Regions from separate parts of the Mus musculus genome. Here regions 2, 3 and 4 are each linked to region 1. Evidence: chromatin contacts called from public targeted proximity ligation data. All regions are on one chromosome and are shown on one strand. The core of a region is the stretch at or near the end of the contact, and the rest is flanking DNA. Distances in the headings are between cores, read along the strand shown. Region 1 holds the start of Pten (phosphatase and tensin homolog). Region 2 has its middle 64 kb from the start of Gm29998. Region 3 has its middle 110 kb from the start of Gm29998. Region 4 overlaps Sgms1 (sphingomyelin synthase 1).

What was found.
Region 2: a contact with region 1 is called in a targeted proximity ligation map of embryonic basal ganglia, with 4 times the contacts expected there. A contact is called at or near these places in 3 of 39 promoter capture datasets (cranial neural crest, embryonic stem cells and maxillary cranial neural crest) and 15 of 130 datasets of targeted methods (the 230-238 cell line, the SCID.adh cell line, VIP interneurons and 12 more).
Region 3: a contact with region 1 is called in a targeted proximity ligation map of pro-B cells, with 6 times the contacts expected there. A contact is called at or near these places in 12 of 39 promoter capture datasets (the 3T3-L1 cell line, the HPC-7 cell line, cranial neural crest and 8 more), 1 of 484 Hi-C or Micro-C datasets (the HPC-7 cell line), 23 of 130 datasets of targeted methods (the NIH/3T3 cell line, the SCID.adh cell line, VIP interneurons and 16 more) and 1 of 9 other capture datasets (adipose tissue).
Region 4: a targeted proximity ligation map of pancreatic cancer cells shows a contact between it and region 1. A contact is called at or near these places in 1 of 39 promoter capture datasets (pre-B cells), 2 of 484 Hi-C or Micro-C datasets (embryonic stem cells and pre-B cells) and 2 of 130 datasets of targeted methods (bone marrow-derived macrophages and pancreatic cancer cells).

Annotation. Positions count from the first base shown.
Region 1 is chr19:32,753,945-32,760,865 of GRCm38.p6, reverse strand. It overlaps Pten (phosphatase and tensin homolog), which reads right to left and starts at 3,289. Exons shown (of 9, transcript NM_008960.2): 1 at 2,343-3,289. The coding sequence starts at 2,421. It also overlaps the pseudogene Gm36566.
Region 2 is chr19:33,324,421-33,331,341 of GRCm38.p6, reverse strand. It overlaps the pseudogene Rnls. Among named protein-coding and RNA genes, the nearest start is that of Gm29998, 64 kb to the left of the region's middle.
Region 3 is chr19:33,281,531-33,288,451 of GRCm38.p6, reverse strand. It overlaps the pseudogene Rnls. Among named protein-coding and RNA genes, the nearest start is that of Gm29998, 110 kb to the left of the region's middle.
Region 4 is chr19:32,238,651-32,245,571 of GRCm38.p6, reverse strand. The region is part of intron 4 of Sgms1 (sphingomyelin synthase 1); the gene reads left to right. Among named protein-coding and RNA genes, the nearest start is that of Asah2, 140 kb to the right of the region's middle.

The sequences.
Region 1 (6,921 bases), core at 2,040-4,539:
TCGCTGACTTTTTCCCCTCCTGACTCGTTCTCACATCAACATTTGGCTCCATCAAACCACAGCTCTAGAAATTAAGAGTTTGTTATTAGTCATTTGATGCAGTATTTGATGCTGCTTTCTACGCATACCATAACTAAAGGGAGAGCTTTGGATTTCTTCAGCCACATAAACTGCACGTGCAGAAGCCCATGCAGTATGAAATCAAATAAGGAACTGCAATCACGTCACTGCTCAGACAAAAAAAAAAAATTTACAAAATAATCTTGAAGTCCTTTGGGGAAAGGAAGGCAAAGCAGAAGTGTACTTTGGACTCTACAAGAAGTCTGCCTACCAGGCATTCTAGACTTTTCTTTGAATGTTTTTTTTTTTTTAATTAAATAGATACCTGACTAATTCCTTCTAGATCGAGATTATTAACATTAATTCACACCAACAGTAAACTGCCTTGAAGCAAGTGACAACTCAGAATGCTCACCAATTATCTTTTGGTCAAGTTCATCCTGAGTAAAGCTTCTCAATTAACGCAAACTCGGAAATTAAAGATTCCTTTCAAACTGTATTTTTAGCTCGAAAGAAAATTAGCCTGTGTGAAGCCAGCTCTTCAGTGAGAGTTTCATCTTCATGTCAGAACAAAAAACTCAATCAAAATTAGCTATGCATTTTATATGCCACTAATGTAATCCATCAAACCTCTTCCAAATGAAAATATTTCTTCAAAAAAAATAATAAATTAATTAATAAACAAAGTTCTCCATAGTGATCTATTAGCAGGACATGTATAGACAAGTTGCTGCTGCCCTTCCACCTTAAGAAAATGTCTACTAATATTAACTAAAAAATAATTTTTACAAAGAATACCTTACCACCAATTATAAAATTACATAATTTTAACTAAATACTGTTCAATGCTACAAGTCACATAACAAAATTTTGGGTTGTACCAAAAGGCCCAATCATTTAAAGGCTCAGTCACTTCAGACCTGCAACTTGTGTTTTCGCACACCTTGCACACTGGCCTCCCCAAAGCTCTCAATTTCTGTCAACACTTCCCACTCTGCAAAAGAGGAGGGCTCTCTTTCCTACCCCTGATCATAACCAGCACCATACCTGAAACTGCAAAGATAAATGCTTTAAACCACGAACTTTTGAAGTACAAAGGCCTAACTTTTAGACAATCAGAACTATACAACGTTAAAATTCTTGGGTTTCTGTCTTATTCAACAAGCTGACTCAGTAAATTACTGCATGCAGAGAGCTAGCATACCTACAATCTGGAGCCAGTGATCCATTCCTGCCAGTTTGTCTGGATATTAGCGGGCTAAATTATACTTGACGTTCTGCACAAATCAGGCTAAAACCCACTGATAAGCCAACGAGTCAGAGCACCTGAAACAAAAAATATGAGCAGCGAATTCACGCTACTACTTAAATTTCATGTGAGAACTGAGTTTAACCTCTGCAGTCATTTGCCACACACAGCAAGCATCCCTGGACTCACAGACATCATCATCTGGGATCAAAAACTATTCGATCTCCATTCTATCAAGTGTGGCGAGGTCAAATGAATGGAACATACCACTGAAATGCAAATTTCATATCCTATCCCACATCTCATCAGGAAAGAAAGTCTAATTTAACAAAGTTCTATTAAAAGCTCCAATGATATATATTCTGGCACTATTGATTTTAAACTACAAAACTTCCAAATGCAGGCTCCAAATTTGTAATTACGTCGGTTTAAACACACAAAACTACTTCTACCCTCAAATGTGCACCGTCCATGCTGACGATGACTATGCTTATAAAGTTATGCAAATCAGTCCACAAGTCACATTTCAGAAAAATCTTCCAATGCAACCCAGGAAACTAAAAACAATCACTGCAAGATTCTGAGGCAACATGCCTACGTGCAGCACGGACTTTCATTTTAATCTCATCTACACCCTAGATCTAGGGCCCAAGTCACGATCTAATCGAAATATGCACAACCCAAAGCGTCTATTTTTTTTTTTTTTTTTAGTTCATTTAGAAGGCTGGATTGACGAGCTCGCTAATCCAGTGTACAGTACTCTGTATTACCGGACAATAGATTTTAAGAAGAGACCACAGAGCTCGACAAGAAAACAATCCGTGCCTTGACACTTGCAAGGAGGCATGAGTTCCGTCTAGCCGAACACTCCCTAGGTTGAATACACTGGAAGAGACACAATATGCACGATCTAGAAATGCGCCCAGAATTAAACGTTATAGTCACCCCAACTACAGAAATTTTTCGCATCCGTCTACTCCCACGTTATCAGAGTGACAGAAAAGCAAAGAGGAACAGCCGCAGAAATGGATACAGGTCAAGTCTAAGTCGAATCCATCCTCTTGATATCTCCTTTTGTTTCTGCTAACGATCTCTTTGATGATGGCTGTCATGTCTGGGAGCCTGTGGCTGAAGAAAAAGGAGGAGAGAGATGGCAGAAGCTGCTGGTGGCGAGGCTTCTTCTGCAGGATGGAAATGGCTCTGGACTTGGCGGTCGCTGATGCCCCTCGCTCTGCTGCCGCTTGGCCCTGGACCGCAGCCGGGTAATGGCTGCTGCGGCGGCTGCTGGATGGTTGCAGAGACTGGGCCTGCTTCTCCTCAGCAGCCAGAGGCCTGGCAGCCGAGGCAGCGGAATGGGGAGAAGACGGATAATCCTCGCAGCGGCTGCCTCCTCCGGCGGCCTCCGGAGCCCGGGCCAGGGGGGGTGCGGCGGCGGCGGACGGGAGGCTTAACACCGGCCCGGGTCCCTGGACGTGCCGCCGCCGCCGCCGCCGTGTTGGAGGCAGGAGAAGGGGAGAGAGCAACTCTCCGGCGTTCCCAGCCCTGGCAATGGTGACAGGCGACTCCGACCCCCTCCCCGGAGCCGCGGCCGCCGCCGCCGCTTCTCCCCCCCGCTCCAGGAGCGGGAGGTGCAGCCGCCGAGCCTGCGCCGGCTCCCGCTCGAGCCCACGGCTTCTTCCACCGTCTCTCTCCGAAGCTGCTCAGAAGCTGCCCGGTTAGAACAGACGACGAGGAGGCGAGGCCCGCCGCCGCTGCCGCCGCCGCCGCCCGGCCGGCTCCCCGAGGGCGCTGCCCCCGCGGCTGCTCACAGGCGCTGAGAGGGGCTCTGGGCCGTGGCCGCCGCCGTCTCTCATCTCCCTCGCCTGCGCCGGGCCTGGCCTCACAGCGGCTCAACTCTCAAACTTCCATCATGGCTGCAGCTTCCGAGAGGAGAGAGCTGAGCGCAGCCGCGTCCCGACGCCCAAGCGCGTATCCTGCCGCAGTGCACAAAGAGTCCCGCCACATCACCGTGCGCCGGCCAGCCCGCCCCCTCCGCCGCCCCGCCGGGAGAGCAGGGCGCCTCGGAAAGCCGGAGGGGAGGCGGGAGGCGGGCGGGAGGCGGGCGCTGAGCCGGGGACGGGGCGGGGCGGGGCGGGGCGTCGGAAGGGACAGGGGCGGGGAACGCCGCGGAGCATGCCCAGTGTGTCCGCGGCTCGCTCCCGGAGCTACGCCGGCTTTGGCCTCAGCGCAGAGAGACCCGGCAAAGGTACAACAGGCTGGGGCCGAGTGAGGGTGCGCTGAGCACAATCGCTGACCGCTCACAGGTGGATCGCACTAGCTGACCGCCTTGGTCGGTGCTCCGGGAGCCTCAGGGGCAGGATTATCCTTCCTGCGTCTGTCCCTGCGTTTCTTCGGAACGGCTTTCATTCCCTGCCCTGCGCTGTGGTCAGATTGCAGTGCTTCGCTAGGATTTGTCGGCGACAGTCTTTACCTAGATAACACACCTCTCCCCCTCACGGTGTCCTCAAGGTGTCAGTCTTTGCACAAAGAACAACCCCTATTGTGTCTCCCGCGTGGGTCACCTCATCGGGCTCCGGTTCCCTGCCCCGCCTCTTGCTTCCCAGGCAGCTGGGTTCATTTGCCCGAAAGATGAACGCTCCCAGCCAAGCATGATGATTGTGCATACGGGGCGTGTACATTCACATCTCCCCTGAGTTTCCAGGGCCCAAAGGACACCCCTGGTTGGACAAAGTGGGTCTCCGTGAATAGAGTGCACCTCACACACACCCCTCCACCGCCCGGTGATGAGACCCGCAGCTCCCCGCAGCGGTGGGTCTACCGGATCACAGCCAAGCTCAGTCTTCAAAGAGCTAAGCCCCCACCCCCAATCCCCACTTCGTGGCCGCTATGAAAACCCGGCAGAATTGGATCGCGATGGCCAGGTTCTGACCCTGTCGGACCTTGCATGTTCGAGGACCCGGTTACTGAGCCCGGGTGTGGAGTATGGGACGTTCGGAAGCTGCAGCCAGCGAGTGGGCGGGGCGAGCAGGCCTGGGAGGGCTCAAAGGCGAGGTGGAAGGATACATGAGCCGCGGTCGGAACTACTTTCAGGAGGAGGTCACGTGTGGTCCTAGTTGGGGAACTTTCCAAATTCCCATTCCCCTATCTGTGTGCTCCTGGGGCAGGAGCTTGGTCCCCTCTGCTCTATTAGGTGATCGCCCCCGCCTCCTTCTCCCGTGTGGTCTGCTGGACCCCTCTCTTGCCGGATCGGAGCAGAGAATAGCATCCACGAGCCGTCCGCAGGAGCGCTGTCGGGGCCGAGCGCCTGGGGAGCTGGTTACACAAGCAGCCACATCCAAGCACGTGCCCCCGCCACCCCTCTCTGCTGGCCGCCGCCGGTTTGTGCACGCTGACGCGGAGAGTCCCCAAGCTGTTCCTCCCTTTCGCTTGTAACCCATAGAGCTAGCCAGAAGGCCGGGACACGAGACTCCTGTTCTGGATCTGCCCACACCGCGCGTTCCCAACCGTGGGAGAAGAGGCCGGGCCCTAGGGGGAGGCGCGGGGCGGGGGTGGGGGGGATTGACGCATCTCCTTCGCTTAATGAGGTGAACCCTTTCTAGATCTGTACTCGCGGGGCAAAAGGGTATCTCCTGTTGCTGCTGGCTGGTTAGGCTTACCGATGTTGCAACAAACTTCCAGTCACTGCCCCTGAACTGGTGAGCGCGCCCCACCTACCGTAGACTCAGCCAAGTGACTTATCTGAGCACCTAGTCAATGGCTGTCAGCCCAGAACAAACCTGTCAAGTAAAAGCTTACTGCCGGGATTGGCTGACCTGTCGCGGTTGAGAGAGCTGGTTCAGAAATGCTGATAACTAGCGTACAGCCCCTCCTCCCCCACCAACCAGCCACAAAGCAAGCGATCACCTTGAGCTTGGAGGGAAAAAAAAAATGACATCAACTCCAATGTAGGTAGAGTTTTCTTCCTTATTGTTCTTTTCCCAGGGGACTTAATTCTCAGGATGCCAATCTGAGCCCTAAAGTATCTCTGAGTTGAGACCTAAGCTGAAACACTGGATCATTTTAGAAATCCGGAGGATAGTAGTCAGTTATGGATTTGCAATAATTGCGAGTAGGTGTCTAGGAAAGGCTAGCTGGGGGTTTAGAGTACAGGAGAAGGAAAATTTCATAGGTCCACACAGCATAGTTGCAGGCAGCCTCTGAAGTCTAGAAACCTCAAGAGGCTCGGCTCAGAGAGCTATGGGCCATTACCGAACTGCAGGACTGCTAATTAAACCGGGGATATTTACAGTTCTATTAGAGCTCTCTGAAGCTACTCAAACATTGCATTTAGATACATCCTTTAAAGATCTCTCCGCCAGAGATAGCAGCCCAAGCTAAGCCAGCGTTGATGTTTATTACAGGCTGTTTTGGGGCAAGGTTCTGGTCAGTAGAGGGAGGGCAGGGATGACCAATGAGAGCAATCTGAGAACAATAGCCGAGAGGCCTCTATTTGGTTTCTAACGATGTAAATAAATTCGGTTCACACAGCCTAATCTAAGATGGAGATCTAGTTTACACAGAATCCCCAATGTCAAAGTGTTAGCTGAGATGCACAGCAAAAACCTAAGTGGTGCTCAGCAGAGTGTCTACTACTGCTGTGGGGAAAAATAAGGATGAAGTTACATCAAGAGAAGTGGGTTGAAAAGGGGAAATGGCCCACATTCGTTCCTGTCCCCAGAGTCCCTGTTACTAGCATCACCCTCTTTTGCCTCTTCCCTGGAGGCATCTTGCGTGACATTACTCGGAGCGTCTAAGAAGCTCGGAAATCTTCCTCTAAAGAAAAAGAAAGACATTCATCCCTAAGCTTCCTGATGCCTGGCTGGAGGAAAAAAAAGGACCCGTTTCTGTTTCCAGAGCATCACTCCATAGAGCACAAGGAGGCGCATCCCAGCGCTGACCCCAGCCCACAAGCACCACCAAGTGAGGCAAGAAAGCCGAAAGCCAGCTAGCTGCTTCGCTCGGCTGCTCTGCAGGGCTGAAGGAACAGACACGCGGTGTTGGCAGGTGTGTGGGCCCCTCTGACATCAGCTGGCCACGCTGACAGCATCAGGCCTTGTTGGGAGTTTCTAAATACACCCCTACTTCCTTTCGCAGCAAATATGTTTCTGTGCAGCCTTTTAAAATTTTTTGGAGTTTTTCACATCTTTATTCCACTCAAAGGATGTGAGTAGGGCAAAAGGGAAAAAGTCCATATAGCAATTTTATATATATATATATATATATATATATATATATATATATATATATATGAAAATGTATATATTTATATGCTTGGCTGTACAGATATTACAATACACTGGTTTCCAAGTGCTTCATTTCCTCACCTGTCTGGATTTAAAACACTCAAGGGAGAAACAGAAGCTTATAACGAAGGGAGAATTATGTAAAGCTCTAGGGAGACTGACTATATAGAATAATTAGGGAGTATGATAAACCAGCTTTAATGATAGTTTCCAACAGCTGATTCCAGAACTCTATTGTTACTACATGCTAAAGATGTCCAAAGAAAATTCTTTCCCTTGATAAGTGGGACACCAAGAAGGGGATGTAGGTAATATAAATAGTTGATGTGT
Region 2 (6,921 bases), core at 2,657-5,156, 570 kb before region 1:
GTAGATGCAGATGGCAGCAAACCTGCTTGATGACTGACAGAGGAAGACAATGCTCTATATAGTGCTCCACTGAATCCTGTTTTAAAACAGGTAGATGTCTCCATCTGAGTCCATATCCTTATGTTTTTCATAGATTACATTCCACAGCCTGTGCGTTTCATTTGTAAAAGATGCCTAATAATTACCTGTACATTGCATAGTCATTTTAAGTGGATCAAGTTTAAAATTTTAATAAAAGGGTTAACATTGTAATAATCATATAGTGCATGTTGCTTATCTTCAATAATTTAATTTCAGGTGATAAAAATATATACTAATTATAATAGACATGTTGCAATGCATTAAGTACTATTGAATCAAGTATTTAGGAATATAAAAGGTTGGCAGAAGCTATATTCTACAGCAGTTTAGGGTGTGCTCCAGTGGGATTTTTACTTTATAATACTAAATACTGTCTTACTAGTTTATATAATTGAAAAAATTTAAAAATCTTTAAAAATCATTTTTCTTGCTACTTTTTGCAAGTTCAGTTGGTAATAGAGTAATTCACTGACCATATGTTTTAGCTTTTCTTTTAATGTAGAATTTTTCCTTCTGTTACATAAATCAATTGCATATTATCCCACATGTGTATTCAATTTCTATATACACCATATTTTTTTATTGAAGGAAACATAGTGTTCCATCTAAATATCTAACATAAACTTGATATACTTTCATGAGATGTGTAATGGTTGAGGTTCCAATCCTAAACTGTATTCTAAATGTTCATTTCTCTTAAAAGTCTCAGTAGATACATGTATTCTAAATATTAATATCCTAGACATTACCAACAATGGTATTTTTGAACAGTGAGAAAAGAGACTATGAAACTTTTATCACAGTAAGAATGAAGCTCCATGGACCTTATTGGCAGTAGTATTTCTAAATTGTTCCAGCCACAGGAGTATCATTACTAGTGCTTTAAAAGATATATAAGAAAGAAAAAAGTATTTGAAAAAATTGATACTTTAGTGATAAATAGTTGTAATTTGGGGGCCTTATTTCATATATGTTTCAAAATAATCCTCATATTTTATTCAATCCTTTGTAAAAAAAAAAATAGGTCACTATATTGTAGAGAAATTTTAATCCAGCAACATGCCTGCTCTGGCAAGGGATCACATCCAAAGATATGATCAGGCTGAAATGCAGACATGTCCTGGATGGAATACAAACACAACAGGCCCTTAGTACACACCTTTAATCCCTAACAATGAAGGTAAGGTTGGTTTGTACAAGAAACCAGCCATGTTTGAAAGTAGCATCTAATTGAGGGACAAAGTGACAAGTTAGAAAAAGACTTGAGAGAAAGTGTCAGAGATAGGAAATCCCAACTCAGGAGAATGGTGCAGGCAAGAGAGGCTGCTTAAGAGCAGCTAGAGAGAGAAAAAGGTGTGGTGGTTTGGTGATATGTGGTGTGTGATGTATGTGTATGGCAGTTTTACTGGGACAGTTTTGCAGAGACAGGTACAGGGAGAACAAGCTAGACACAGGTGAGCCAGAGACACTAGCTTGACACAACTAGACACTAGAGCCAGAGAATGAGAAGGAGCCAGAAGATTAGAACATATTGTCAAAGTTAGTATGAAGCCAGGGAGAGCAAGTCAGTCAGAAGCCTAGAGAAACCTGAATAAATCAGTCATTTGGGAAGATGAGATCATATGGAGGCTAGGAGCTTCCAGGTCTAGGTCTAGAGATAGTTTGAACAGAGAAAGAAACACTCTGGGCTCAGCCCAAGCTGTGTATTCGCACAGTTTGGTACAGCTCTCATCTTATTACTTCATCTGAGGAAGTAAAAGCAACTTTTAGACTGTATAGTAACTGTTTTCTTCCTAATTTCTCAGGTAAACCATCATCATTTCAAATTAAACTATTCTTAGGTAGGGGAGTGGGGGGAGGGTATGGGGGACTTTTGGGATAGCATTGGAAATGTAATTGAGGAAAATACTTAATAAAAAGATATATAATAAAAAAAGATGTTGATGCTTGAAAATATATGTTGAAAAGATTCATTCATCTCTAGTGAAACAGAGGGAATAAAAAAAAATAGAGGAAATAAGGAGACGGTAGGGGCAAATGTAGGTAGAATATGAGTGTAAGAAAGTGAGAGACTCCTAACTATTTAAAGACTACTGTACCAATGTATATGAAGGGTCATTGGAAATTTTCAAAGTAAAAAGAAATAAATCATGTACACTGGTACTACTCATTACAAATGTATGTTAAGTGCCTTAAGATTCTATACTAAATGTGTGATAGTGTCACAAAGAAAAATAGGATTTTTCGATGGCCTAGTCGGCCATCACTGGGAAGAGAGGCCCCTTGGTATTGCAAACTTTATATGCCCCAGTACAGGGGAATGCCAGGGCCAGGAAGCCGGAGTGGGTGGGTTGGGGAGCAGGGCAGGGGGGAGGGTATAGGGGACTTTTGGGATAGCTTTTGAAATGTAAATGAAGACAATATCTAATAAAAATTGTAAAAAAAAAAGATTTAGTTTAATCATTTTTTAAATTTTTAATGGTAATCAAGTATTCTTATGTTTCATTCTTAGTTTAGAACTGGGCTTAGAACTATCTGTTTTCTCTCTTCTCTACCTCTCATTTTCATTGTTTTTGGCATTCACTTTACTGTTCAATGAATACTTTCTGAAAACCTGTCAACATCAGCTACTGTGATAGGAGTTGGGAGTGCACTGAAGAACAAGACATATGCTGTCCATTTCCTAATGGAGTTTAAGATACATTCAATTCTGTCATTCATTTAGTATAATGCAAAATAATGGCCTGTCTGCACTATTGTCAAAATTAGCTTATCACAAAATCAGGACCATGCAAATAGATCAAAAGAAAAACATGAGTCTGTCAAGGAACTTATTAGAATCATAACCTTGAGCCTCAGAGTTCTGCACTACATTCCACATCATGTCACTGGGAGGCAAACAGTGGCCACTGAGGGATTCTGTTCAGAGGTGCATTAGAAGATCTTGGACAATATTTTAAAAGGTTTAAGAGCTGAAAATAAACACATAATATTTAAATGAGAGTGAATTTTTGTTGATGAAATGTGATAATTCTAAAACTATTGCATATAGAGACATGCATGATACTTTTGAAAATTATCGAGTGTCACCTGTCCCTAGTATTAAGCTTAGAATGGAAGTGGTTGACATCAACATGGTCATTGTGAAAATAAGAATTAGGGAAAACAGGTTTCCACTAAAACTAAAAAAGCAGGTTGACAGGAGTTGACACACAAAGTAAAATAATTTGGGTAGAGAGAGACTCAATTAAGCAAAGGCCTGTGTAGGATTAATTGGCCTATAGTGTATTGTCTTGATTAGTGATGAATATTGAAGGGACTAGCTCACAGGGTCCATCGCCACTCCAGGGCACATGGTCCTAGATGGCATAGCAAAGCAGGCTAAGTAAGCCAGTAAGCAGCACTCCTCTGTGAATGTCCCTTGCTTTCCGTTCTGCCTCTAAGTACTTTCCTTCAGTTCCTGCCTTGACTTCCCTGGATGATGGACTACCAACTGTAAAATGCAATAAACCTTCTCCTCCCCAACTTACCTTTGGTCATAGCATTTTGTCACAATAGAGTTCCTAACAAGACACAGGGTCTTTTAAATCTCCACTGAACTATGAAATTTTTTTAAAGTTAGAACTGATAGGTCATATCTTGACTATTAGCAACTAAAGCTACTGGTGTCAATGTTGCCACCATTACCAATAATAACTCAGTAAACCCTGATGGGCAAACATTATTAAAGACTGTTAGGATGCAGTCAGAATCTGAATAAGAATAGTGCTGAATAGTAACTACAGTGTAATTCTTGACTCACTCACTTGGCACACACTTTTAAGTATGTGTCATGACTGTGGCAAGTACAGTTTTAATAACATTATCTCATTGACTATTCACAGCACACCCATGTGGGAGACTGCTATTAAAACTCCCATTTTACAGAGTGAAAAATAAAGTCATGAAAAAGTTAGGCAATTTTTATTAGGTTAGAGTGTGTGAGTGGTAGGATTATTCACTTTCAGGCCTTTATATCTGCATAGAAACCTGATCATAATTACAGCTACAATTTCTCTCCTAACCTTTTGCCTTATTCCACAACATATTTCAAGCTATTCATCAGTTGGAATTTGTTATTTTCTTAGAATCTGAAACACACACAGCTGGCAACTGAAGACAGGATAAGAGACCTAATAATAAAAGGCTTCCAAATAGTGCTTACTTATCGGATAGAGAGCTTTCAGGATTAAAATTCCGAGTTTCAAAAGACGATGACTCATTTTGCAGCTGCAACTGTTAAACCATTAACTGATTAACCTCTCTCACTATTGACTGTTTACCGTATTTTAAAGTTGCAGAAATACCCAGTTAATCCCACAGTTATCAATTGTAATGACATTAGATTTACATATAATCACAGCTCAAAATCATGCTTGTGGCTTTAATAAGTGGTTACATTCTTTTATCAGTGGATTTAGTTTCCCAGCAGCTGATAATTTTGAACACTTGATGTGTGCTGCATTGAAATTAAATATTCATGATGATCTTTTGAAGTTTACATTGGAAAGTGCTTCAAAAACTATCAGTATATCAAATTATAATGTATTGCTTCTCTTTTAAGAAATGTGATAATAGTAATCTTTTGTGAATTTTGGTCTTTACAATTTCTTTGTGGTGCAGATGTTAGCAACATGGGACAGCTAAGAATTGCTTTCTGATAAAGATGTGCGAAATTGTCAGCCATGAATCATGAGCTTTGAATATGGAGAGAGTGCCTTGTACACCAGGATAATTTTCAATGACAGATGATTGTAAAAGGATAGGTATATGACTTTTATTAACATTAACCTACCTGAACACTGTCTTATGGATTGGTTTGCTGCTGATTAAACTCTTTTAGGGATGTCATTTGAGACTGTCTGTTTTGTATTTCCCAGTTGATTGTTTTAATTGCCAAGAACATTATTCAGAGAAAATTAATATAAAGATTGATATGTGAGTGAGTGAGTGAGTGAGTGAGAGAGAGAGAGAGAGAGAGAGAGAGAGGGTGTGTGTGTGTGTGTGTGTGTGTGTGTGTGTGTGTGTGTGTGGTGTACTTTGGGGTAAGTAGGACTACAGACTATTCATTCATATTTCATATTTCACCTCGAAGTACTTAAATTTGACTGATGGTTAACAGTAAACACATAATTATTATTTCATGCAACTTGGCCACTGGCAGTGATTTTCATGGTGGTAATTTAACAGCTGAGGATGAAAGTCAAGATTCATCATCAAGGATACAGAGCCTTAAAAGCATGTGGTTTGTGGTGCTATAAACTCTTTCTGTGTCTGCTGTGTAGTAAGGAAAAACCAGAAGTACAATTCCATTTTGTTCTGTTTTAAAGGAGTCCCTCTGTAGTCCAGACTGGCTTAGAACTCACTATGTAGCTCACATGGGCCTTAAACTTGGACAAATCTTTCTATTTAGCCTCCAGACTGTTGGGATTGAAGGTGTGAGCCACCACACCCAATTTTTCATACTTCTCATTTTTCTTTAAAATTTAGTTAAATATGATCATATCACACACACACACACACACCTTTCCTCCCTTCAGCCTCTCCCATACCAGTCCCTATTCTCTCTCAATTCATGGCCTTGTGTGGGTAAATATATAAATGCAACCTGCTGAGTTCAGTTAGTATTACTTGTGTATATGATTTCAGGAATGATTACTTGGTATTGGAAAGCCATTCAGCACTTATTCTTGGGGAAGACTAATTCTCCCGTCTCTCAGAAGTCTTGAGTTTTACTTTCGTTATTCATTTTTTTTTTTTTTGAGATCATAATTGCATCATCTCTCCCTCCCCTTTCCTTTTCCTCTCTGAAAATCCTCTCATTTACCCCTTCTTGCTCTCTTTCAAATTCATGGTCTTTTTTTTCCTATGTATATTTGAACATAATCATATATGTACATAAGCACATAACATTATACTGAGCAAGTTGTATTTACACTTTTAGGAATGCTGGTGACCAGCCCAGGATCATGGGGTTTTTTTTCACAGGAAAGGCAGCAATGGAGTATGTAGTCAGCTGTTAGGGCCAAAGCTGCATTATTTTTGGTGATTCTTCTGTCTATAACTCTTTTACTAACTCCTGCTGGCAATGGGCAGAGGATTAAGAAGGGGGAAAAAAAAAAAAAAGCTTAATTGCTAGGGTTCTTTTCTCTCTAGCTCAAGGACCTCTCTAGCTGACCAGGCTATAGGCTTAAAACTCATTAACTCTTGATGAACCAGGGAGAAAGGAAAAGAAAAGCAAAAAAAAAAAAAAATGAAAGAAAAGAGAAAATTCACGCATGCAGAAAACACTCACTCTGGATGAAGCTGAAGAAAATTGCACCTACATTTTATTGTTCATAGTTCTTGTACGTTGTCAAGATAAATGATCACTCGGTTTCCTAAACGTCTTCACTTTCTTACGTTCAAGACAATAGCTCATGACATAAAATGGCAAAGAATTACAGCAAAAATGTTTACATCTTTCCATTAAGACTAGTACCTGACTAAATATTCATTATCTAGCTCCTAGAGCCATAAGTTCATTATAAGTTTAAGGCAATAATTTTTATGTCATAAGTCAGCATGGTTTTGTCAATAGACAAAACATCTGCCTAATGTCTTATTATTTTGAGGTTTTATATTTATATATATACATATATATACAGAATATATATATATATGTATATATATATGTGTGTGTGTGTGTGTGTGTGTGTGTGTGTGAGTCAATATTTTATTATCTGTTCTTGCACTACACTAAATTGTCCATTCCCAGTTAATGACTTTTAGTTACCAGATAATGGTCTCACAGCTAACCTA
Region 3 (6,921 bases), core at 2,437-4,936, 530 kb before region 1:
TTCTTCATACCATTTGCTTGGAAAATTGTTTTCCAGCCTTTCATTCTGAGGTAGTGTCTATCTTTTTCTCTGAGATGAGTTTCCTGTAAGCAGCAAAATGTTGGGTCTTGTTTGTGTAGCCAGTTTGTTAGTCTATGTCTTTTTATTGGCGAGTTGAGACCATTGATGTTAAGAGATATTAAGGAAAAGTAATTGTTGCTTCCTGTTATTTTAGTTGTTAAAGGTGGCATTCTGTTCTTGTGGCTGTCTTCTTTTAGGTTTGTTGAGGGATTACCTTCTTGTTTTTTCTAGGGCGTTGTTCCCGTTCTTGTATTGGTTTTTTTTCTGTTATTATCCTTTGAAGGGCTGGATTCGTGGAGAGATAATGCGTGAATTTGGTTTTGTCGTGGAATACTTTGGTTTCTCCCTCTATGATAATTGAGAGTTTGGCTGGGTATAGTAGCCTGGGCTGCAGTTTGTGTTCTCTTAGTGTCTGTATAACATCTGTCCAGGCTCTTCTGGCTTTCATAGTCTCTGGTGAAAAATCTGGTGTAATTCTGATAGGCTTGCCTTTATATGTTACTTGACCTTTTTCCCTTACTGCTTTTAGTATTCTATCTTTATTTAGTGCATTTGATGTTCTGATTATTATGTGTCGGGAGGAATTTCTTTTCTGGTCCAGTCTATTTGGAGTTCTGTAGGCTTCTTGTATGTTCATATGCATCTCATTCTTTAGATTTGGGAAGTTTTCTTCAATAATTTTGTTGAAGATGTTTGCTGGACCTTTGAGTTGAAAATCTTCATTCTCATCCACTCCTATTATCCGTACGTTTGGTCTTCTTATTGTGTCCTGGATTTCCTGGATATTTTGAGTTAGGATCTTTTTGCATTTTCCATTTTCTTTGATTGTTGTGCCGATGTTCTCTATGGAATCTTCTGCACCTGAGATTCTCTCTTCCATCTCTTGTATTCTGTTGCTGATGCTCAAATCTATGGTTCCAGATTTCTTTCCTAGGGTTTCTATCTCTAGTGTTGCCTCGCTTTGAGTTTTCTTTATTGTGTCTACTTCCCTTTTTAGGTCTAGTATGGTTTTGTTCATTTCCATCACCTGTTTGTATGTTTTTTCCTCTTTTTCTGTAAGGACTTCTACCTGTTTGATTGTGTTTTCCTGTTTTTCTTTAAGGACTTGTAACTCTTTAGCAGTGTTCTCCTGTATTTCTTTAAGTGATTTATTAAAGTCCTTCTTGATGTCCTCTACCATCATCATGAGATATGCTTTTAAATCTAGGTCTAGGTTCTCAGGTGTGTTGGGGTTCCCTGGACTGGGCGAAGTGGGTGTGCTGGGTTCTGGTGGTGGTGAGTGGTCTTGGTTCCTGTTAGTAAGATTCCTCCGTTTACCTTTCGCCATCTGGTAATCTCTGGAGTTAGTAGTTATAGTTGACTCTGTTTAGAGATTGTTCTTCTGGTGATTCTGTTACCGTCTATCAGCAGACCTGGGAGACAGATTCTCTCCTCTGAGTTTCAGTGCTCAGAGCACTCTCTGCTGGCAAGCTCTCTTACAGGGAAGGTGCGCAGATATCTTGTATTTGGACCTCCTCCTGGCCGAAGAAGAAGGCCCAAAACAGGACCTTTCTCAGACAGTGTGTTGCTTTGGCAGTTCCCAGGTGGTACAGACTCTCACCTAAGCAGACTAAATTCCTAAGTTCCTTGGAGTCCCGGGACCAAGATGGCGACCGCTGCTGCTGTGGCTTAGGCCGCCTCCCCAGCCGGGCGGGCACCTGTCCTCCGGTCCGGAAGGTGGCCGGCTGTCCCCGGCCCACACAGGGTGCTGCCTCAGCGCCTCTGTGCTTCTGCCTGTTCCAGAAGCTGTCAGGTTCTCTGGCGCACCCTCTCACCTGTTCAGACTAATTTCCTAAGTTCCTTGGAGTCCCGGGACCAAGATGGCGACCGCTGCTGCTGTGGCTTAGGCCGCCTCCCCAGCCGGGTGGGCACCTGTCCTCTGGTCCGGAAGGTGGCCGGCTGTCCCCGGCCCACACAGGGTGCTGCCTCAGCGCCTCTGTGCTTCTGCCTGTTCCAGAAGCTGTCAGGTTCTCTGGCGCACCCTCTCACCTGTTCAGACTAATTTCCTAAGTTCGGCGGGTCTCGGACCAAGATGGCAACCGCTGCTGCTGTGGCTTAGGCCGCCCCAATTAAAATTTTTAACTCACTGTTTTTGGTTCATCACTGCTTTTTCCATCTGGTTCCACTTGCTGCTTCAGTGCTGCTCTGGTCATCCATTGCTGGATGAATATGTGTCTGTCTTTCACACGAGATATATGGACTATCTAAAGCTAAAGATGGTATTTGTAATTCTCCAGCTCAGAGCATTCCAAATGGTCTGTTGGGTAAACACTATTACCATACCTAAGACCACCATCTTAAACCATGCTTGCATATAATCTATAGTCAATGCAAACTGGTTGAATATGTGAGTGAATATTGGTACAATATTATATAAGACAGTCCATATTCTCAGGAATTATAAATTTTAGAAGCAGAGAAATAATAAAAGCAACAATAAAACCATCATATGTTATATGATGATAAATGATAGGGATGATTTTAGAAAATGTTAAGTGGCTACTTTCAGTGAGGTGGTCAAGAGAGCTTTTGGTGTGGACTTGACAAGCTGAGATCTGCATGCTTAAGAATTGGCAATTGGTAAGGGTGGTCATGGTTCATGCAAGACCTAGTGCTCATTGTTGTAGACAGAGGCTGGTAAGTTTCAGGTAAACTCAGAAGCGTTTAACCTAACCCTCTTTAGATATCATATAGTAGATTTAGATTTTTTTCTCAAGACTCACAAAAAACCCTAAAGGGGAAAAAATATACTCTGTAGTGTGCCTAGAGTAAGATGATTTCCAAACATGTTTAGTAATTGATATGTAAACAATAATGAATTATGACTCAGTTCAGCCATTGGCTCTGTATCTCTATCTGCTATCCCTCCAGTCAACACACTCACTTCCTATCTCTGAGTCTGCTCTGGATCTGGAGCAGAAACAGCTCAGAGGCAGCAGTCATATCAGTGCCACTATATGCTTCTTTTCCAGCTCTTAATCAGGTGCAAGAGTAATTCTCTGTTTTTATTATATGAATTGTAAGGTACCGTAGGTGCCTCTAAAGCTGCCCAGAGATTGTTTGGAATGGCTGTAACAAAGGGCAACGCTTTCCAGATTTTAATATGTGTGCAGAGCCTCTAAAGACCTTGTTAAGTACAGATTCTGGTTTGACAGGTTTTAGGCGGGGCCTCCATTTCTATCCTAAAATCCTTCCAGAGGGTGCTTGCTGCTGCATGTCCAGTCCCCACTTCAGTAAAAGGCCATAGAACCCCAGCTCTGATCTCACCCCATCATTGAATTCTGTTGAAATTTGTAAAATCCTCTGACATGCAGGCTGCATCCCAAGATGATTAAATCCAAGTTGGTAGTATTAGGACTTAGGACTAGTTTTCAAATTCCCCAAAGAGATCCCTTTGTTTGAAGAGTCGTGGCTTAGAAGAAAAGATTAGTAAATTGTCCTAGTCCGCTTTATTAGGGTTCTGGGCTAAATTCTATGCACAGATCCCCAGCATGTGATCTCTTAGAAGACAGACCTGGAAGGAAGAGTAAGCCTGGTTGTGTCACAATTCTAGAAGTTGAAACAAGTATTATGACTTTAAAAAAAAAAAAAAGACATAAAGGTTTCGTTTTCAATGAACACACTTAAGCTTTTCTCTTCTAGAAGTGGGAGTTCACTCTTGCCCGTAGGGTGTCCTAATTTAAAACTTCTGTTACCGAAACCGGCTTGTTTTGTAGCAAGCTTTCTTTTTCTGAAACCTTTGGGCAAATTGAGGCGTAGAATAAAGATAGTGTGGACTGCTTCCTGGTCTTTGCCTTATAGACCAACAACATGAACTAATAGAGTCTGAGATTGTATCACATGATGTTCTCTCCAAACTCATGGAAAAATGACATCCAACAGGAGGCCCACTGTAATTAAGTCTTGGATGGCCTTTCCATTATAAATCCCAGTTTTAAAAGACTTGTTGCCCAACTGTAAAATCACATTCTAGACTGTTGCTTGGCTATAGACAATTTTAGCTGAGAGATGTTTTAAAAATAAAGGGAGAATTTTCTTTTTTTACTTTATTATTATCATTATTATTTTTTTCTTTTGTTTTTTTTACACTCCAGATTTTATTCCCCTCCCCGTCCACACTCCAACTGTTCCACATCCCATACCACCTCCCTGCACCCTCTCTCTGCATGAGGATGCCCCCCACCCCCCACCCCCGCCAACCCCATCAGACCTCTAAACTCCCTGGGGCCTCCATTCTCTTGAGGGTTGGGTGTATCTTCTCTGACTAGACCCAGACCCAGCAGTCCTCTGCTGTATATGTGTTGGGGACCTCATATAAGCTGGTGTATGCTGCCTGGTTGGTGATCCAGTGTCTGAGAGATCTCAGACATCCAGGTTAATTGAGACTGCTAGTCCTCCTACAGGGTTGCCCTTCTCCTCAGCTTCTTCCAGCTTTTCCCTAATTCAACAACAGGAGTCAGCTGCTTCTGCCCATTGGTTGGGTGCAAATATCTGCATCTGGCTCTTTCAGCTGCTTGTTAGGTCTTTTGGAGGGCAGTCATGATAGGTCCCTTTTGTGAGCACTTAATAGCCTCAGTAGTAGTGTCAGGTCTTGGGACCTCCCCTTGAGCTGGATCCCATTTTGGGCTTGTCATTGCACTTTATTTTCCACAGCCTCCTCTCTATTTCCATCCCTGCAGTTCTTTCAGACAGCAACAATTATGGGTCAGAATTTTGACTGTGGGATAGCCACCCCAATCCCTCGCTTGATGACCTATCTGGAGGTAGACTCTACAAGTTCCTTTTCCCCACTGAAGGGCACTTCATCTAGGGTCCCACCCTTTGAGTTCTGAGAGTCTCTCACCTCCCATGTCTCTGGTAGATTCTCGAGGGTCCCCCCAACCTCCTACCTCCCAAGGAGGTTTCTGTTCTTTCTGCTGGCCCTCGGATCTTCAGTCCTTTTCCCAGACCATGTTCCACTCTCCCCACCCGACCCATACCGTTTCCCTCCCAGGTTCCTCCCTCCCTCCCTCCCTCTCTCCCCACTTGTGGATGTTTTCTTCTCCCTCCCAAGTGGGACTGAGGCATCCTCACTTTCATTGAGGAAGGTGAGTTGTTTCAAATCAGTGAAATAAATACCCACAATGCTCAGACATTCTTATTTATCTCTTTTGCCACTAGAGGTCATGATTTCTAACCAGTAAAACCTAGTTTGTTTACGTACTAAATCCAGATGTTTAATGTGACAAATAACTGGGAGTCTGTGAGTTAACTCAATGCATTTTGAGGGTCATATATGTTTTGAGGGTCACAGTTCTGTGAGGAAGAACAAAGGTGTTCATTGCTGTTTCTTATGTGCAAAAGTAAGGTGAGTCAAGCTTATGTTCTTTGAAGTCGCTGAGTCTGTTCCTTGGATTTTATAAAGGAAAGAGGCACAGGAAATAAATGAATAAACAAAAAACAGCTGAATGGAACAATTACAGTCTAGTCACTGCAAAACTCCCAAAGGGTTTCTAAAGTGTTATAAATACAAAGTTTTATAAACTACTGACAAATTCAGGGGTGTCAATGTTAAGATAAATATTGAGCAGTTTCATGATGGAAAGCTGATTTCTGTTTATTGTTGTTAGGGGTGTTTTCTGAGATAGCCCTTTGAATATCTCTAATATCCAGAGAGGAACTATTACCTTTTCCTGTGTACTTCTTTTTTGCTATGAACATCCAGAGCAAGGAAGTCACAGATTTCTCACAGTACATCTGCTCAGAGCACATGTCCCTCTCCTCTCATTTTCCCACTTTCAATTCCGATTGTGGCCTAATAGAACCCAGTATACACTGGCAACATCAAGTAGCTCTGTCCAGAGCTTCAGTGTACAGAGATTTAACGTTAATTTCATAGTGGTCAGGTCAAACCCTAAGACATTTTGTGCCGAAACAGATAGTCTGCATGTGTGACTGAAGCAAACGATAATCAATAGATATGTATTGAAACTGTGAAATCTGATGTTCCCTTTGAACTAAAAAAATGACAAAATAAAGATGTAAATGTTCTACTTAAATAACTGTAAAGAGATAGGTGCTCACTACCTTTGAATGCATACTTTTTTTTTCTGTGTCAAAGATAGTAGGGTACCCAATAACCAAGACTGGTTAGTATGTCAATTTGCTTGGCCATTTTTATTATACCTAAAACAGTTATCCTACATATTAATTTAGATCTAATTTCTAAGGAATGATACATACTATCCCTCCTCTTCTCTGGACAAGAGGTCCCTCTTCCTTCCATATTCTCTGTATTGTCACTAAGCCATCTACATGGCTCCACATAGCTGGCTGACATCTTCAATCTCTGTTATCAATCTGGCTCTTAGCCCTTTGGTTCAGAAACTATGTATCTAATTGTTGGAACAATAGTGTTGGAACAGTGTTATAAACAAATAATGAATAAATGAACCAACAACGTGGAAATATAGTTATCTATGCCTAAACAAGAACTTTCCAACCCATTTTCTGGTATCGCATAATGCATTCTAGTTGTGGCTAAGTAATTTGAAAATGATTTGGTTTAAGTGAAATAAGTCTCCTTACCTAGTAGTGGCAAGTAGGAATAATAGTGACAGCTAGCACTTCCTCTGTGACCAATCTAAGCTCTATGTGAAGTATTTCACTTAAGGTGCTTCCTCTAATATGAAGGCCGTGTTGCTGCTATTGCATATTACAGATACAGAAATGGAGCTGCTGGCTCAACTCACAGTGCCAATCATCCTCACTTGAACTGCCTTGGGCACCATGCTCTGTGTATATGATGAACACACTCCACACCCCACTCTCGCTTTCCTTCCC
Region 4 (6,921 bases), core at 1,927-4,426, 520 kb after region 1:
CAATAGAAGAGTGTTCTTGTTTTAATCTCAGGTGTGGGATATGGAGCTGCTTCTGACTGCCCACAGCAGCTATGATTTGCCTCATGTTCTAGCTGGGGTGTGCTTTTGACATTTTTTTGTGAGCGTGTGACATATGAATTCTGGGAACTTTTCAGGGCATATATCAATGCTAGAGACCCGATAAAGGGGGCTAGCTGCTGATTGGATATTGCTGGTTGTGGTTTGTTGCAGTTTGTCAAGTAGGCAGATGCAAATAGATGAAAAGAAATTAGCCTCATGTTGAAGAGCAAACTTGCTCCAAGGAACTCAGGGCCCCTAATGAGCAGGAAGTACTCTAACAACATTGTGTCCCCTTCCTCTCTAGCCTTCCTTCTCTCCTACCTGGTGTTAGGGGGTTGAAAGGGAGGAGGGAGAAGAAGGGTGGAGAAAGGTGGAAGAAAAAGGAACCCACGAAACAGCAAAAAGGTCAGGTGACACTTGTCACCACTTGTTATTGTCTGGGTTTGTTAATGGCTGTTCTTATGTGTGGGAGGCCGCTTCTGCCTGTGCTTTTGTCTCGCTTCACCTGATGCTTAGTGATGTTGAACATACATTCATGTACAGTTGACCATTTGCTTATCAGACGTCTGTGCAAGTGCACTGTGCTCTGTCTATTTTTGGTTATTTGGATTTTTCAGTGTTATATGCTAAGAGATCTTCACATTTGGCTGTCCATTTCTTTCAGATGTGTGGTTTGCAAATGCAGTCCATCTTTCACTCTGTTTATTGATTCCTTGCCATTTAACCCTGGTATGCTTTGCTTTGTTGGCTGGGCTCTTGGCATCATATCCAAGAGCTCCATTGGCAAATTGCTTGCCGTGAAGTCTTGTGCTTGTATTATTCTCTTCTAGGAATTTTAGTTTCAATTCTTACTTTTTACAACTCAAATCCATTTTGACTTAATTTTTGTAAATGGTAGAAGGTAAGAATCCAGACATTCTGTAGATTTTTAGGCTGGCTGCTATTTTGGAATCCTGTCCCTTAGTCCTGATGGAACCCTTGCTGGCTGTACCTCAGCTCCTCAATCTCTATTGTCACTCTGTCCTACCAGCACACACAGCACAATGCCCCTGGTGTCCCTTGTCTTCTGTGGGAAGGCTTCTGGGGTTCCTGACTGTATGGATTGTCATTATCATGATGCACTATTATTTTAAAGGAGACCTGGAGAAGAGGGGTCAGCTGTAATGGCCACCTACAATCTCAAAGTATGGCTTTGAAAAGTCACATTTGAAAGTCTTAAAAGAGCTACTCCAGAAATAATTTTCAAATCCATTTTTCTCTGTTGATTTTATTTACTTATTTTGTAATTCATCTTGTGGTGCTGGGAACTGAGCCCCAGGAACTTAGCCGTGCCCAGCAAGTCCTCCGCCCTGCAGCTCCATCTCCCAGCCTGTCCGCTTCTTTTTGGCACCCCTGACAGGTGACTGGTGCACTAGTACCCAGAGTAAACACTAGCAGTTTTACTCTCCAAATAGTATTTCATTTTCAAGGTAAGCTGAGACTTTTGTCATATGAAGCAAGGTGAGGCTTGGTGGAAATTTGAATGTATTATTTCCGTCTTGTTGAGATAAATCCATGGGGCTTTGGATTTATAGGTCGTCTGTTGTTTTTATTAAGAGGTGGTATGGTTTATATTACGTAAATGTAGATCTCTGCATTAACCTGAAGCTTTAACCGAATACTTTTACAGTGGCAAGAGGGGTCTAGGGTTTAACATTTTTGTCTCAGTATAGTTAGTTGGGACAGCTGCTTTTTTGCACCTCTGGTTTTAGTTATTGCAGGTGGAACATGATTTCTTTTCTCTTTTTCTTTCTTTCCTTTTTCCTTTCTTTCTTTGTATTGCCTTTGCTGCCCTGGAACTTGTTATGCTCAGCAAGCTGGTCGTGAACTTATAGAAATCTGCCTGTCTCTTTCCCACAAGTACTGGGAGTAAAGGTTTGCTCCACCATGATGGGCCAAACGTGATCTCTTAAAAGATGTTACAACTATCCAAAGTGGAGCATCTTTGTCCTTTGAGCTGTCTCTTCTCAGTACGCGTGGGTGTGATTGGGCAGTTGAGCGCACGCATGCCTGGCATCTGTGATGCTCTAGATTCCGTCCCTGGCACCCAGAGGGGAGGGGGAGTTAAGCCTGTTGTCATGTTCAGTAGACTGGTTATTTCAGTGCAAGGTTCAGGAATGGCGTCTTGATAATTTGTGATTGAGGCTTAGAATGGCCTTGCGTTTCACCATCGGCTTTAGATGAACCTCAAAAAGATTTAGAGCCTTATGGATTATAAAATGGGAGGGAAAGAGGAAGAGAGAAGCTGAGTGTTTAGTTACTTTTCTGTAGCTCTGGCTGTGCAGACCGGGACTAAGGCAACTTATAAAAGAAAGCATTTGATTGGGGGCTTGCTTACAGTTTGTGGAAACATGTGTAGGTAGGCAGCCCTGCCTGCTGAAACAGTAGCTGAGAGCTTACTTTTTTCTTCTCCTTCTTCAAGTTGGAGACAGAGATGGGCCTGGCCTGGGCTTTTGAAACCTCAAAGTTCACCCCTGTGACATAGCTCCAGCAAGGCCACACCTCCTAATCCTTCCTAAAGCAGTTCTGCCAACTAGGGACCTGACATTGAGTTTGTGGGAGCCATTCTCATTTAAACTTACCACAAGGGTTAAGGATTTAGTTTTTAATGAAGGAAAATGAATTATATGTGCTTTATGCTAATAAAAATGAAGGAAGTACAAAATCAAAAAGCTGAGACACAAGATGTGAGGTGTGGGGGAGGGGCTACTGCAGCTCTTTTTCAAGTTGTTTACCCTCATAATGCTGCTACTGTTACTGAGCCAGCCTCCTGCACGTGTAAGGTTAGGGTTAGCTTTGGGATTTTATGATGCAGTTTCAAAGTTAGCCTTAAACTGTCTGTCCCTTTGGTCTGAGATCACCTTTGAGTTCATAGGAGTGTACCATATTGTCTGGCTTGGAAACTTAGTACCTGACATGACCCTGGCTGAGAAACCAGCACACATGTAAAAGAGCCAGTTGCTGGATGTGAAACCGTAGCTGTCAGAGGTAACGAGGGAGAGCATGGCCTGAGCCTGCCATGCCTATCTGGATGACCCTGAGTCAGAGACAGGTGCTCAGTGGGCGTGGAGCCAGTCCTTTCCACAGGCCAGACAGTTGTTTTTCCTGGAATGTCACTCCTTAGCTCTGACTCAGCCTCTTTGATGGTCCTTCCGGTTGCCTGAGGGGACAAAAAGGAAAGCAGCAGTGATAAGCTTGACTCTGGCCAGGTGCTCTTGACAGGGAACTTCTGACTGGACACCTCACAGGCAACTTCTCTTGGGACAGAGCAGATGGTGTTGAACCTTGGCCAGTGGGTGCCCTCCAAATAGGCTTCCATTGGCTTTTGTACTTAACATGCTCGTCCCTGAGGCTGCCTCGGACCTGGTGGTAGGTGTGTTACCTGGACTGTACTCCATTGTCTGGAAATGGTACGGTGTGCTGCCTCCTTCTTTTGAGATTGGATTTTAAGACATCTGTTTAATTCTTGTGGAACTATACTTTTAAAATATGTGCTACTCCTATTTCAAACGGTCTTACTTTGTATCATATTAGGATTAAATATTAATACTTTCACCTTTTACTATTTTCATCGCTCTGCTGAGATTATTGTCATGAGAACTTATTTGAAATATACTCTGTTTCTGATGCAGGCTCTGCTGTGGTGGCTGCTGTCATTCTGACCTTGTCCAGCGTAAAGCTAGGGAAGCAGATGCTAGAGAGGAAAGGACGCGGTATTTTCTGGAGGTCTTATGTAGTTCACAAAAGTATCTCAGCAGATGAAGCCTTTTTAATAGAGGTCACATGGGACTGCAGCTTTCGCAAGGCCCCAGGGTGACACCCCAGTACTGTAGAGGTGACCAAATGGGAACAAACCCCAAGCCATCCACCCGGACGCCATGTGTGGACTCAGTGGCTGTCGGATCTCGCCGGAGGAGTTGTCCTGAGGCACTCAGACTTGAATCTTAGGAGCATGACATCCGTACTTTGTTGTCTTTGTTTAAAATGAGGGGACTCGTGATTTTAAAAGTCTTTGTGCTTAGGCTTCAGGCATGTTAAGGAGTTAGTAGTGGCTATCCATCCTGACAAATACTTTAACCATTTTTTCCCCTTCTACCTCCGGTATTGGGAATTGAACCCAGGCCCCTCTTTTATGCCAGTCGAGTACCTGGTCACGAAGCCACATCTTCGGTCCCACTGATAAATATTTAAAATCTTTACTAAAATCCTGGACTTAGGTATGGCAGGCCATTGAAAGGAACCAACCTGAGGCTTGAAGCCGTGGTGAACCTTGCCTGAGATCATGTGGTTAGAGGATGAAGGAGTCCATACTTGATGTTAGCTCTCTGACTTCACAGACTGGTCAACTCTGCCTCACTGGCTACACACAGCAGTGACATTAAGGAGGCAGCCTTACAGAGAATGTCCTTACATTTCACACCCACACAAGGGCATTCTGAAGCTCTGGTGACAGCATTCTCCTTGGAGAAGTGGTGGCTTCTATTGGCCCTGCTGCTTCCTTTTTGGGGGCGGGGGGGGGGGGCGGGGGGGGGCGGCGGCGCGGCATTTCAGATTTAGGTTAGAAGGTATGTCTGCTTGTGAGCTGTGTCCTCAGTGTAGGCTTCTCTGGATGGTGGCTGCAATTGGGTCAGCTTGTTTTTGTACTTGTGTCACATAGCAGGTTGGGACTGGAATTTGACCTCAGCATCCCACAGAGGAGGATGGTTCTACCATTCTTATACAAATTTCAGAATTCTAGCTTGTATACCTGTCCTTGGTCACAGTGAAATGCTGCTCTTCCACTCCTTACCACCCTCTCCCTCCTCTCCCTACTCCTGTTTCCTGTTAACTAATACATAACTGTTTTGAAACAGGCTATGCTTGCCCAGTGCCATGATGAGAGGCGTGCCCCACCAGTTTCAGTGCTTCCCTCTTTATCTGATTCTACATAAAAATCTGCCATGCGTGTCCTAAAGAAAATGGCACACACTTTTTATTCCCTGCACTCAGGAGGCAGGGGCAGGTGGGTCTCTGATTTTGAGGCTGGCTTAGCCAGTTCCAGGACAGCCAGGGCTACATAAAAAGTCCTTTTCTCATACTACCAGGAAACAAAATAAAAAGAAAATTAAAAAGCAGTACTTAGAAGTTGCCACTGGCAATAGTTTGGTATGGAGGCTTCTGTTCTTATTCCTGTGAATATGTATGCTTTTAAAAATAAGATACAAAATTAAAATCATTGTTTTATATATATGTGATCGTCCATATTTATTTTACCCAGTACAATGCATGCATTTCTGCCATAGGCTTAAATGTCCTTCTGTAATGAGCTTGTGGCAACAGTCTTCTCTGTAGATAACAGCATGGATGCATCGGCCTGGTGTTGGGCAGATATGATCCTCATTCACCCGAGGCCACGCTGGTGTGTATCAAGTGAGAGCTGGCCATCCACTAATCTTCATGTCTCTTTAAAGTAGTTAACAGTGGTTATTAATGATGGTCAAGAAAACCCATTTTTAGTCTCATTCTGTTATACATTATAACAGTTTCCCTGGAAGACCCTATATAAACAGGCAAGAACAGAAGAGTATTTGTTTGTTAAGCTAGGGTATTTTAGAACCTCTGTTTTCTTTCTTTGAAATAGGCAGCCTATCTATGACAAGTACCTGAGACCTCTCAATTCTTATTTTCAAGTGGTTTAGCCCTCTTGTTCACCATACTAGTTAATGAAAACTTTTCACGTTCTCCTTTGTTGACTAAATATTTGACACAGACTAGCCCTGGTTATTTAGACCAGTGGGCTGTACTTGGCCAAGGAAGCCCTGGACCTAACGAGAGTTCCTGTTCTAGGCCTTGGCTTAGGCACAGAGACCAGTGATCACCATAGACCAGAAGACAGAAAAGGAAACGGCCGAAATCTGTGGTCTGGGACTTGGCTCAGTGGGAGAAAGATAGTAAGCTCTATAACTAAGTAAAATGCCTGTGTGCATATATCTAATAAGAGTGCGGGGGGGGGGGGGGGGGAGAAGCAGGCGTGGTATGTACTGTGTGCGCATGCGTTTGTCTACATATACGTTCTCGTGTGAAGTAGGGAGTCCCTGAAGTGGTGAGTGAGAAGGGACCATCCAGCTATGGGTGTGGCCGAGGAGCTGAGCCTGCTTACATTTGGGGTAAGGGCATTCTAGTCAAAAGGTTTAGGAAGTACCAAGTTCCTGAGACTTCAAAGGATGCATGCAAGCCAAGCTGGCCCAAGCGTAACCATGCCAGAATCTGCATGCTTTTCAAGTCGTTTTAAAAGGAATTGTTCTTCATTCCAGAAAGGTTTCCAGTACCTGGGAAGTCTTATACATTATAAGTGATGAAAACTTGGCTGTGTTGGCTCTCAGACCAAAGTAATGGATAGCAGATAGGTTAGAGTAAGTGCTGCCCACATGTAGATAACAAAACTGTAACATTACAACTGCTATCACTAGGCTTACGAGGCTAACAGTATCTCAGGAGCCACTTCTGCCTTTTCTTTTTTAATAAGACCTGTTTTCCTTCAAAAGTTCTAGTACTCTTGTTTTAAACATGAAACTGTGATAGTTTTATGGAAGTTGACACAGGCTGCGGCTTGGGAGGATGTGTGCATGACAGATAAAACATAGGCTGTTTCCCTCCATTTGGCTCAGCGGCCTTCTTTGGGGTTTTGTGAGCTGAGCCTGCAAGAAGGCAATTGACAGAGGTCTTCCGGACCCAAGGCTCCCTTGGTGAGGTCAGTATGAGTTCCTTTGCCCACTCCTATCCTTCTGTCAGGCTGGGGAGTAAGTAGCTGGTGGCTGATTCTCCAAATACTTGATATTGTGG